Linked DNA regions of Mus musculus: region 2 is linked to region 1. The links are chromatin contacts, called in public HiChIP or PLAC-seq maps. All regions are on one chromosome and are shown on one strand. Each heading gives the region's core, a stretch centred on a gene start, on an enhancer-like site or on the middle of the called end of the contact. The rest is flanking DNA. Distances are from core to core; before and after follow the strand shown. Region 1 holds the start of Foxa2 (forkhead box A2). Region 2 has its middle 27 kb from the start of Gm35579.

Region 1 (5,267 bases), core at 1,344-3,843:
ATGCTTTGCTCCGCGTACCCACTCTCCCAGCGCTTGGTAACTAATTTTACACGTGCAATAATTTCTGGGATCAAATTTCAGCTGGGAGCACAATCAAAGAGCAGTGCAGCCCACAGGCTTACAAATACCCTGGCATTTAACAGAGAGGGGTGGTGGAATAGACCAACTGACAGACACAGACGGACAGACAGACCGACGGACAGAATAAACCGGAATGTTGATATCTTGAGTTTCACTTCCTGAGAGAACTGTCCTTGTTGTGTGTGCGTGCGCGTGTACTGTACTTCGACATGTAAGATCTCTAGACAGAACTAGAATGCTGTCTCAGTCTCTGTCTGCCTTTTTCTCTCTGGGGATGGAGCTCTCTCTCTCTCTCTCTCTCTCTCTCTGGTGGGGAGTGGAACTGTCTCTCTGTGATTCTCTGTGTCTCTCTTGGGGGGGGGGGAGTTGGGTGCCTGCATTTTTTTTTTGCTTTAAGTTTGAAAAATAGCTGCATCTATAAACAACATGTGCACCCCTCTTTTTCAAGTCTGCGGTCATCCTTGTGGGGTCCTGGGGAAGATGCTGGAGGATCTGATCTCTCTGGGTTCCCTGTGTTCACTAGGTGAACACGTCAGATTCACCTTCAGCGGGAAAACAGGCGTTGCCTTTGAGGGACTCGTGCTCTGCATTGCTTCAGATGACACATTAATACCTTATCTGTCCATACTATGTGCGTTTCAGCAGCAAAGGGCACTGATGTTGCTGCGTCTTCAGTCCAAAAGGATGCTGACCTCTTTCTTTACCCTCCAATCTGGCTTCCATTCTCATTCAGGCTTCCATGCTCAAAGCTCACCCCAGTACCTGCCACCTCTATGTACTCTTCTTCTACCACACGAAATTGTGGACACCTGGATTTGGGCCAACTATTTCCTATTTTCTCCATCTCCTAGAGAGAAGAGTTTGGGACTGTATCCCTACATCCTAGTCACATTTTCAGAACCAAGAAAGACTGTCCACATAAAAACGCCGGCAAGACCCTCCACTCCAAAATCTAGGCTTACCTTAGTCTCGGTCTTGGTAGCTAACAATATAAATGACATACTCTGTTGTTTTCATGTTTGTTTTGTTTGGGGAGACAAGGTTTCTCTCTGTAGCCCGGATGTCTTGAAACTCACTCTATAGACTAGGTCAGCCTAGACTTCTCTGAGATCCTCCTGCCTCTGCCTCAAAGGCAGAAGACAACACTTCAAATGACACTTTTTAACACCTAGAAGCTAAAGAGAAAAGAAACTGAAATTTTCAATTTTTATAAGACAGTCCTGGTCTCTGCAGGCAGAGAACACAGATCCTCCTGAAGTCATCCCACAAGGCCCATTATTGATTTTTTTTCTCCTGCCCTACCCCCACCTACTGCCCTGTTTGTTTTAGTTACGAAATGCTTTGGGCACCTTGGATTTAACTGAAAAGTAACCTTGAAACACCGAGGCCCTCATGCCAGAGGCAAATCGCTGCCTCCCGGGTATTGGCTGCAGCTAAACGGGTCTCTCCAGGCCGACTGAGGTGGGTAGCCAGAAAGAGGACTGAGGTAACTGACGACCAGGGCGGCCAGACCACGCGAGTCCTACGCGCCTCCTGAGGCCGCCCCGGGACTTAACTGTAACGGGGAGGGGCCTCCGGAGCAGCGGCCAGCGAGTTAAAGGTGTGTACACAGTTTTTCTAAATAGGACAGCGCTTTGCAAATTGGCTGTCACCTGCTTGTTGTTTTGACAGGGAATGTGCACTAAAAGGGAGGAAACCCGAGATAAATAAATCTGGCTTGCCTCGCTTTGCAGGCCACCAAGGCGGTACGCGCCTTCGGATTGACGAACCCCGTGCTTGGGGCGATGAGGAGGGGCGGGGCGGGAGCAGGAGACCTGAGTTTCTCCAAGGGTGGCTTGATCCCAGGTCTCTGGGTCCACGGAAGACTCCCCGTGGACGTAAAGGAAGGGACTCCACCAGGGCGCCAGCACGCCTGCTTGCAGGTCGGGGTCTTGGGAGTGCCAGGGACAGCAGGAGATGGGCTAGCTCGGGGCGCCCAGCGGCAGGTGCGGAACGCTAGCCCTGGCTTCCTCTCACCTAAGTGTGAGCTGATTATTCAAATGGGCTGCCCGGGGTCTGGGGATTGGAGGCCAGCGCCAGCGCACCGCGCTATATCACCAGCCGCTCACGTCATTGCGGCACTTGTCCGCTGCGCGGTCCACACCTCCTCCTCCTCCTCCTCCCCCTCCTCTCGCTCTCCCCCCGCCCGCCCCCACGCCGCTAGCTTCCCGCCGCCTCCCGGCAGCTCGACACTGCCAGCCTCAGCCTGCACCGGCAGCCCCGGGAGCGCGGCGACAGAGTGCACGCCCGACGGCGAGTCTCGGGTTCCGGCCTCCAGGGTTCTTCGGCCCCCTCCTCCGCCAGCCACCTTCCCGCCCACTCCCAGCTACTTCCCGCCGCAGGCCGCGGGAGAGAGAGAGGAAGTGGAGTCCAGAGAGGGAGAGAGGGGGAGCGCGAGAGAGGGCGGGAGGGAGGGGACGGTACCATTGCTGACTTTTTTTTTTAAGAGGGTGGGGGTGGGGGCTGATTGCTGGTCGTTTGTTGTGGCTGTTAAATTTTAAACCGCCATGCACTCGGCTTCCAGTATGCTGGGAGCCGTGAAGATGGAAGGGCACGAGCCATCCGACTGGAGCAGCTACTACGCGGAGCCCGAGGTAAGCTCTTGCCCTGGCCAGGGAGAAGTGGGGTGACAGCTATCTCCGCGTCCCCAGCCTCCGCACGCTCCCTTCACCGGTACCCGCCCCCCCACCTCTAGCCTTCCTGGACAGCCGCCTTTTCCGCCCTCCTTCTACTCAAATGGGTCTCTTTTTTATACGACACACTGTTAGCCTTGAGATAATATTAACTTTGTGATCAAATATTGACTTGCGGCGCCTCCAAATCCTCTTCGTGGCCGAGCCACGCACTATCCTAACAGAGTTATGTTTGGCAGCGCGCGGCTGGGGAGGGGTGGGAGGTCGGCTGGCGAGGGGGTGGGGAGCTGGGGAAGAGAAGGTGGGTAGGAGTTGGGGACAGAGGTACAGGCAAAGAATCAAAGACCAGTGGACAAAGAGAAAAAAAGTTTGTCGCTACGAAGCCGGGACACTAACAGTTCCTAGCCGAGTTGGCGGTCCCTTCCTTATTCCTCCACGCGATGCCTCCAGCTGCTCCCGGACTCTGTGCAGGCACTGCGCTTCACTCCCCTATGACTAAGGAGTGGGGTCCCGGTACGAAACCCCAGAATAGAGGACACTGAGATGATTTTCGCTTGAGACTGCCCCAGTGAGGTTCCAAAGGTGGCTTTTGACTACCTGGGATAGCAACGGAGATTTCCGGCCTCGGTGCTGACTCAGTGTGCTGGCCAGCTGATTTGAGGAGCCCCTAGGGAGAGTAAAATACATTTGGGGCGCCTGAGTTGGCGGTGGTCCAGGTCACTGAAGTTCTAGAATCTGGGCGAGGCTGAGCCTCAGGTCCCGCTGGCCCTAGGGCGATCTCTTTTCCGGCTCTCTTTGGGGCCCAGAGGACTTGGTGTTGGTGCACTGGGATCCAGGGAAAGCAAGAGATTCCAGAGGCTTGCACGAATTGCGGGGGACTGGGTCCAACTGGTGGGTGGGTGGGAAGATCGGGCGAGCTCAGCCTAGGTGCTAACCTGTCTCCTCCCCGGGCTCTGTCCGCAGGGCTACTCTTCCGTGAGCAACATGAACGCCGGCCTGGGGATGAATGGCATGAACACATACATGAGCATGTCCGCGGCTGCCATGGGCGGCGGTTCCGGCAACATGAGCGCGGGCTCCATGAACATGTCATCCTATGTGGGCGCTGGAATGAGCCCGTCGCTAGCTGGCATGTCCCCGGGCGCCGGCGCCATGGCGGGCATGAGCGGCTCAGCCGGGGCGGCCGGCGTGGCGGGCATGGGACCTCACCTGAGTCCGAGTCTGAGCCCGCTCGGGGGACAGGCGGCCGGGGCCATGGGTGGCCTTGCCCCCTACGCCAACATGAACTCGATGAGCCCCATGTACGGGCAGGCCGGCCTGAGCCGCGCTCGGGACCCCAAGACATACCGACGCAGCTACACACACGCCAAACCTCCCTACTCGTACATCTCGCTCATCACCATGGCCATCCAGCAGAGCCCCAACAAGATGCTGACGCTGAGCGAGATCTATCAGTGGATCATGGACCTCTTCCCTTTCTACCGGCAGAACCAGCAGCGCTGGCAGAACTCCATCCGCCACTCTCTCTCCTTCAACGACTGCTTTCTCAAGGTGCCCCGCTCGCCAGACAAGCCTGGCAAGGGCTCCTTCTGGACCCTGCACCCAGACTCGGGCAACATGTTCGAGAACGGCTGCTACCTGCGCCGCCAGAAGCGCTTCAAGTGTGAGAAGCAACTGGCACTGAAGGAAGCCGCGGGTGCGGCCAGTAGCGGAGGCAAGAAGACCGCTCCTGGGTCCCAGGCCTCTCAGGCTCAGCTCGGGGAGGCCGCGGGCTCGGCCTCCGAGACTCCGGCGGGCACCGAGTCCCCCCATTCCAGCGCTTCTCCGTGTCAGGAGCACAAGCGAGGTGGCCTAAGCGAGCTAAAGGGAGCACCTGCCTCTGCGCTGAGTCCTCCCGAGCCGGCGCCCTCGCCTGGGCAGCAGCAGCAGGCTGCAGCCCACCTGCTGGGCCCACCTCACCACCCAGGCCTGCCACCAGAGGCCCACCTGAAGCCCGAGCACCATTACGCCTTCAACCACCCCTTCTCTATCAACAACCTCATGTCGTCCGAGCAGCAACATCACCACAGCCACCACCACCATCAGCCCCACAAAATGGACCTCAAGGCCTACGAACAGGTCATGCACTACCCAGGGGGCTATGGTTCCCCCATGCCAGGCAGCTTGGCCATGGGCCCAGTCACGAACAAAGCGGGCCTGGATGCCTCGCCCCTGGCTGCAGACACTTCCTACTACCAAGGAGTGTACTCCAGGCCTATTATGAACTCATCCTAAGAAGATGGCTTTCAGGCCCTGCTAGCTCTGGTCACTGGGGACAAGGGAAATGAGAGGCTGAGTGGAGACTTTGGGAGAGCTTTGAGGAAAAGTAGCCACCACACTTCAGGCCTCAAGGGAGCAGTCTCACCTGTCTGTGTCCCTAAATAGATGGGCCACAGTGATCTGTCATTCTAAATAGGGAAGGGAATGGAAATATATATGTATACATATAAACTTGTTTTAAAGGAGCCTTTGGTC
Region 2 (5,267 bases), core at 898-3,397, 120 kb after region 1:
TACCCAGTAACAGATCATCATTTCCTTGTCATTGAGTTAAATACCTTCTGGAAGGTAGTTCTAAGATTTTTGTGTTTTATGAACATGACAAATATTTAGTTCTTATTGTTGTTTCCATAAAACTTTGATGATGACATAGCTGTTTGTTTTGGCCAACTTATGTATGTTCTGAAGACAGGAGCACAGCAGAAATCTCAGCTGAGACACAGCCAATTATTTGCCTTCTTTAATCTTCATTTCTACACAGTCCAACATTACAAGCCCATGTCCTACCTTTAGCAATTCTTGGGTCTTATTTAATTGCACACTTTTGTGATTGTAACTTCCACCTAATTAGCTGTCCTGTTATACCAGATACTTTCTTTAGTTCCCAGAAAATAAATTTAGCCAGTGCACAGAAGACTGAGGTGAGAGAATTGCTATAGATTTGAGGGAAACCTTGTCTATATAAGAAATACCAGGCCAGCTGTGTGTGTGTGTGTGTGTGTGTGTGTGTGTGTGTGTGTGTGTGTGTGTGTATGTGTGTATGGGTGCACATGTACACACATGTGTGTTAATGAGTATACAGAAGCCATATACATACATATACCACACACACATATATACATACACACACATAAAGTGTGTTTTATACTCATATCTGCAAAATATACAGTGTGTATATACTTGTGTGTGTGGTATATGGAGACCTCTCCAAAACTGAATATGACCAACTGCCAAGACACTTTAAAGACATATACTTCAATCCTTGAGTATTGCTCAATCCTTTGAGAAGCCTTTTGTCCCATAATGCTGCTTTTAGAACCTATAACCTCTTTTGTGCTTCCCTACCTATACTGATATGAAAAGTGTAACGATTTTTACAATGATCCTTATCAAACAGAAGCCTCTTCTATGTTAGCTCATAAAACTTAATTTCCAATTTCCTCCTTGCAAACAATAGATGATCTTTGTCCCCATGTGGGTAATTGGATCATGGCAGTAGGTGATAGCTTCTCAGTTACCAGGTAATTCTGCCTTAGAACTTCGCTTAAGAACAGGGTAGTAATTCTTGTTTCTGGGATGGGAGGAGAGGGGCCTCTGCTTCCATTGGTTGATGCCTGCCCGGATGGTGACTTGTGCTGTTATCTCTTTTATCATCAGCTCTTTTCTGCCTCTTCATTTAGTTGAGTTACCCATTCCCGCCTTAACAGCCTTTGATGGTTTCCAAAGCTCTTAACACAAAGACTCAGCTCATTTGAGGCTGGTGTGGTTTGACTAGTGCCAAGCTGTCAGTCACAGCTCTTTTCTCCATCTCTTTGTTTCCCCCTGCTTTCCACCATTGGCCTGCGGTTGTTCAATTCACCTGTATATCCCTGAGACCAGGACAGTTCTGGCACAGTGCAGATGCTAAATCAACTTCTCAGATGTGGAGGACAAACAAATGAATGCATTTCATCCTTTTTGGCAATCCTAAAATAAGGAAATAGAGGATCAAAGGGAGTTAGTCACATGTCCAAGTCTCGGCTAATAGCAACCAGAGGTTAATGTCTCAGCAATTCGCCAAGGTCTCACGTGGGATCCTACATAAAGCCCCTCTGCAGATGAAGAAGCTCAGGCTGGTGGATCATGCTGCCCAAATGCAACGCAGAAATGCTGGAGGAGTGTGCCCTCTCTCTGCAATTTTCTTTCCCCTCCAATGTGTTTGCAGCCCGTGGTGTTCCTGGAGAGATTTTATTTATCTGTGGATTTTCTTTGAAGAAAGGCAGCCGGAGGATATTTTTTAGAAGCCAAGGTGAGAATTAGTGAGATGCTTTGCCATGGCACCTTTTACAACATCGAAAAATGATCATTAGACTCCCTCTCAAGGATAAAGGATTTGCATCTGGCTTGCGTTGTGCAAACAGGGCTTTTGTTGATTTATCAACAGGACTTCGCTTGGGGTTTTGGATTGGATTCCAGAGGTTGGCACCTACACTCTAAAAATCTAAACAGAAGGAGAAAATAAATCACCAACTGGCACTTTAAAGGCAAAGATTTATACCAAACTTAATGAACTTCCTGTCTTGCTGAGCGTGAGGAAAATGTCATGTTTACCCCAATGCTCTCTGCTCCTGGCAGACGATGTGCTGGGTTGGAAGGGATGCAGAAGTGGGTCAGACTCACCCAGCTGGAACTCAGGAAACTCATTAGAGTGCCAGCTCTCCACAAGCACTGTGGCCTTCCTAGTCTACCCCTCCCCCTGGCTGCTTAACTTGCCCAAGGCTAATCAAAGGAGAAGTGAACACTAAGTTGCAGTTTGTTGTCCCCTAGAAGCAAACGAGGGATTGGCGATTTAAGGTGCAAGTTACTCACTTGCTGCTTGCTCTAAGTAAGAGTGTACTACAATTCTTGGAAACTCTAGGGCTGGCAAAAGTGGGACATAGAAGCAGTTAGAGGAGGGCATGTCATCAAACTATTACAGCTTAGTCATTCTGGGACCTCAAGAAACAAGTACAGAGTTACAAGGGTGAAGGGGATGGAGTGCCGACCACAAAAATCCTACTGACGTGTCAAGGGCTGCTCCGAAGGTTGTAAATTCTCTAGGATTCACAGCCAACAGAGTTTTGGGGGTGGAGAAGATACCATACCACCAAGGAAAACTTCAACAAAAAAAATAAAGAGGGGGGCGGATACAAATGTGAGTAGTCAGAGAAACAGGAAGGATTTGAGAGGGTGGGTCAGACACTTGTCTTGTTGACACCCTGGAATTTCTATTTCTACCATGCACGCTGCCTGGGCAGAAGAAATATCCTGGCACCATACCCAGCCAAAAAGACTTTCCTTCTTTATAATGGTTGTAACATGAAACTTTCTCTGAATTTAATGCTTGTCTGCACATCGTTTGACTTCCACCATTAACCTTGCAAGGTCTAGCATCCTAATAATCACTCCATCTGCATTTTCCTACTATCTACCTATCAAACGAGGTAATCCAGATTCAAATTGATAGGAACAATCTTTCTACCATTATATTTCAGGGTCTACAATAGACCTGATTTCAGATAGGGAGTAGATCCTCTTGCTAGGCTAAATGAGCCCAACTACTGCAGATGAAACAAGAAAGGAATATGGTTAAGTAGTTCACTTATTTTTAAAATGACTAGGAGATCTGCAAGTGCTGAGACACCAAGAGGTGTTTACCTAATAGTTACTATTAAGGACATCATTGAGAGCCCAGTGTATGCCTGCTTTCCTTAGGAAACCCAACTTCTCAGTCTTAGTGTGGACTAAATCTTATGGGTCTAGGCCCATTCACCCCTTTCCTTTGCTCTTAAATGACAGGCAATAGTTGTGTTCTGATGCAAGAGGCTTTCTTTGGTAGCAGTGTCAGGGCAGGTGAGCTGCTGAGTTTCCACGCCCATCTCCACTGTTGCCCAAACCACAAGGTGCTATGGTTAGACGGCCACTGGGTTTTTGCTTGGTATTTCCTTATCTTGGGATTGAAACACCCCAGAGCTGAAGAACAGTAGTCAATATTTAAACACATTATGAAATCATGTCAGTTCTTCTTGATTGAGAGTCTCTTTGCATTTGTCAAATTAATAGTTTCTAAAGTCAGAACCCTACGTTGTGTAAGCATGACTTTTTGAAATATTTCTAAGCAACCCTTAAGTAACAGAGACAAAGGGAAGTTCACTTGTTTTGTTTATTCACTTATTAGAGTGGAATAATTCTCCAACAGAGAATTTGGATAAGAGTAAAAAAGAACCACATGTATCAAAAATATCCTTTCAATCATGGTCAGTTGATATGGAAAACTAAAGATAGAACCTGGAACTGAATATAAACTTTTATGCAATTCATTCATGGTGGCACAAGGTGTGTTTGCATACCTGGTCATATTTGTAGGTTGGTGTTTTTAATGTTATTAACAAATGACTGTGCTTGGTCTTAGGTGACAGAAGTTTACCTGTGTTTCAAGACACCACTGAAGGGGGACAGTCTGTAAAAGAGGTCCCCCTTTACCTTTCAGTCTAGCACCTAGCACACCCTGCACTGATAACCTACATAGTGTCAGGTACTACTTTGGTAATTACCCCCTTTTTCCTGTTCACCTTTTTGTAGTGCTGGGAGTTGAACCCAGGGCTCTAATAATCATTAGGCAAATGGCTCATTATTTCACTCCACACCCTACCCTGGTCCTTGCTTTTATGGTCATTGTTTATAAACAAAAAAACCCAAAGCAATTCTCCTATCTTAGTCATTCTCCCACCTTTCTCCTCATTCTCAATAAATTTCCTTGCAGTGTTTTTTTCAAGTAGTAAGCGTGAATACTGTAGCAAGTTATGAAATTTATTGCTGGGAGCTAATCCAGGGGCCTCAGTGATCTTATCATAGAGCCCTCACTGTCATTTTCATCTGTTCCTTAAAATTCTCTTCTGCAGGTCTAGCCTGTGACCACATACAAGGCCACAGAATGGTTTGGGCCCAAACCCTGGGGACAGGACAAGACAGGACAGCTTGGTTAAGAGAAAGGCATTTGTTCTCACACCTCTTTAATCTTTGAATCATCCTGAGCTGATGCCCTTATACACCTTCAACCAGATGCTACCCTGGAGACTTACCCAACTTCTACCTACCTCATTGTCTGTGCAGCTAGTCAACAATCTTTAGTGAGTGGCTCTGTGGTGTCCACTCCAGGGAGCTCTGCATCCTCCTCTTCATTCCCACTGCCGTTCTTTTAGCCATTGTTGTGACAGTCATCAAGATGCTCACTCAAAAGAGCCATCTTGTATTTAGCCTCCTCTACAACTTCACCCCCCCTTCCACTGGCAAGACCACAGGACACTTGCATAGCATATCCCAAGCCCATACATTTGTCTTTAGTCCCTAATTGGCCTTTCTGCTTCCATTCTTCACCTACCCATGATCCCTTCTCCACATACTCTCAGAATACATTTTTAAAATTGTCTCTCCTCTGTCTCAAAGTACTCTGGAATTCTTATCATGTCTTCCTGTTAAATCTACACTTCTAGAAATATCTCCTAATTCTTTCCCGATCTTGCTCTGGCCATCCTGGATTTAGGACCCTGTATTGTGTGACGTCTGACATGATGTAACATGAAGTACCCCTGTACCAGTCATGGTGTACTGGAAACACTGGTTCTTATGCCCTCAAAATAATGATTCTTCTGGTCTTTGGCCAGCTGTTCACACTAGAGCACTCTACCCTCTCCATCTCCACCCCAATGCCATTCCTACCTCCAGATATTCAGATACTGCATAGGTCTGGTGTCTTAAATATT

The links. HiChIP or PLAC-seq counts read pairs in DNA pulled down with a chosen protein or histone mark.
Region 2: a FOXA1 HiChIP or PLAC-seq map of pancreatic cancer cells shows a contact between it and region 1. The contact joins the enhancer-like site here to the promoter of Foxa2 in region 1. A contact is called at or near these places in 3 of 39 promoter capture datasets (the 3T3-L1 cell line and embryonic stem cells), 5 of 484 Hi-C or Micro-C datasets (the MNK3 cell line, liver, nephron progenitors and 1 more), 6 of 115 datasets of contacts at active chromatin or transcription factors (differentiating embryonic stem cells, embryonic stem cells, kidney and 2 more) and 3 of 9 other capture datasets (embryonic stem cells, liver and pancreatic islet).

Annotation. Positions count from the first base shown.
Region 1 is chr2:148,043,274-148,048,540 of GRCm38.p6, reverse strand. Foxa2 (forkhead box A2) reads left to right here and starts at 2,593. Exons shown (of 2, transcript NM_001291065.1): 1 at 2,593-2,714; 2 at 3,717-5,267. The coding sequence starts at 2,628. The coding sequence ends at 5,027.
Region 2 is chr2:147,925,226-147,930,492 of GRCm38.p6, reverse strand. No RefSeq gene overlaps it. Among named protein-coding and RNA genes, the nearest start is that of Gm35579, 27 kb to the right of the region's middle. Within about 2 kb of position 2,147, at least 52 of the 459 cell types and tissues checked have an H3K27ac peak or open chromatin away from gene starts, as enhancers often do. A contact at or near this core is called in the MNK3 cell line, liver and pancreatic cancer cells, where this site is marked.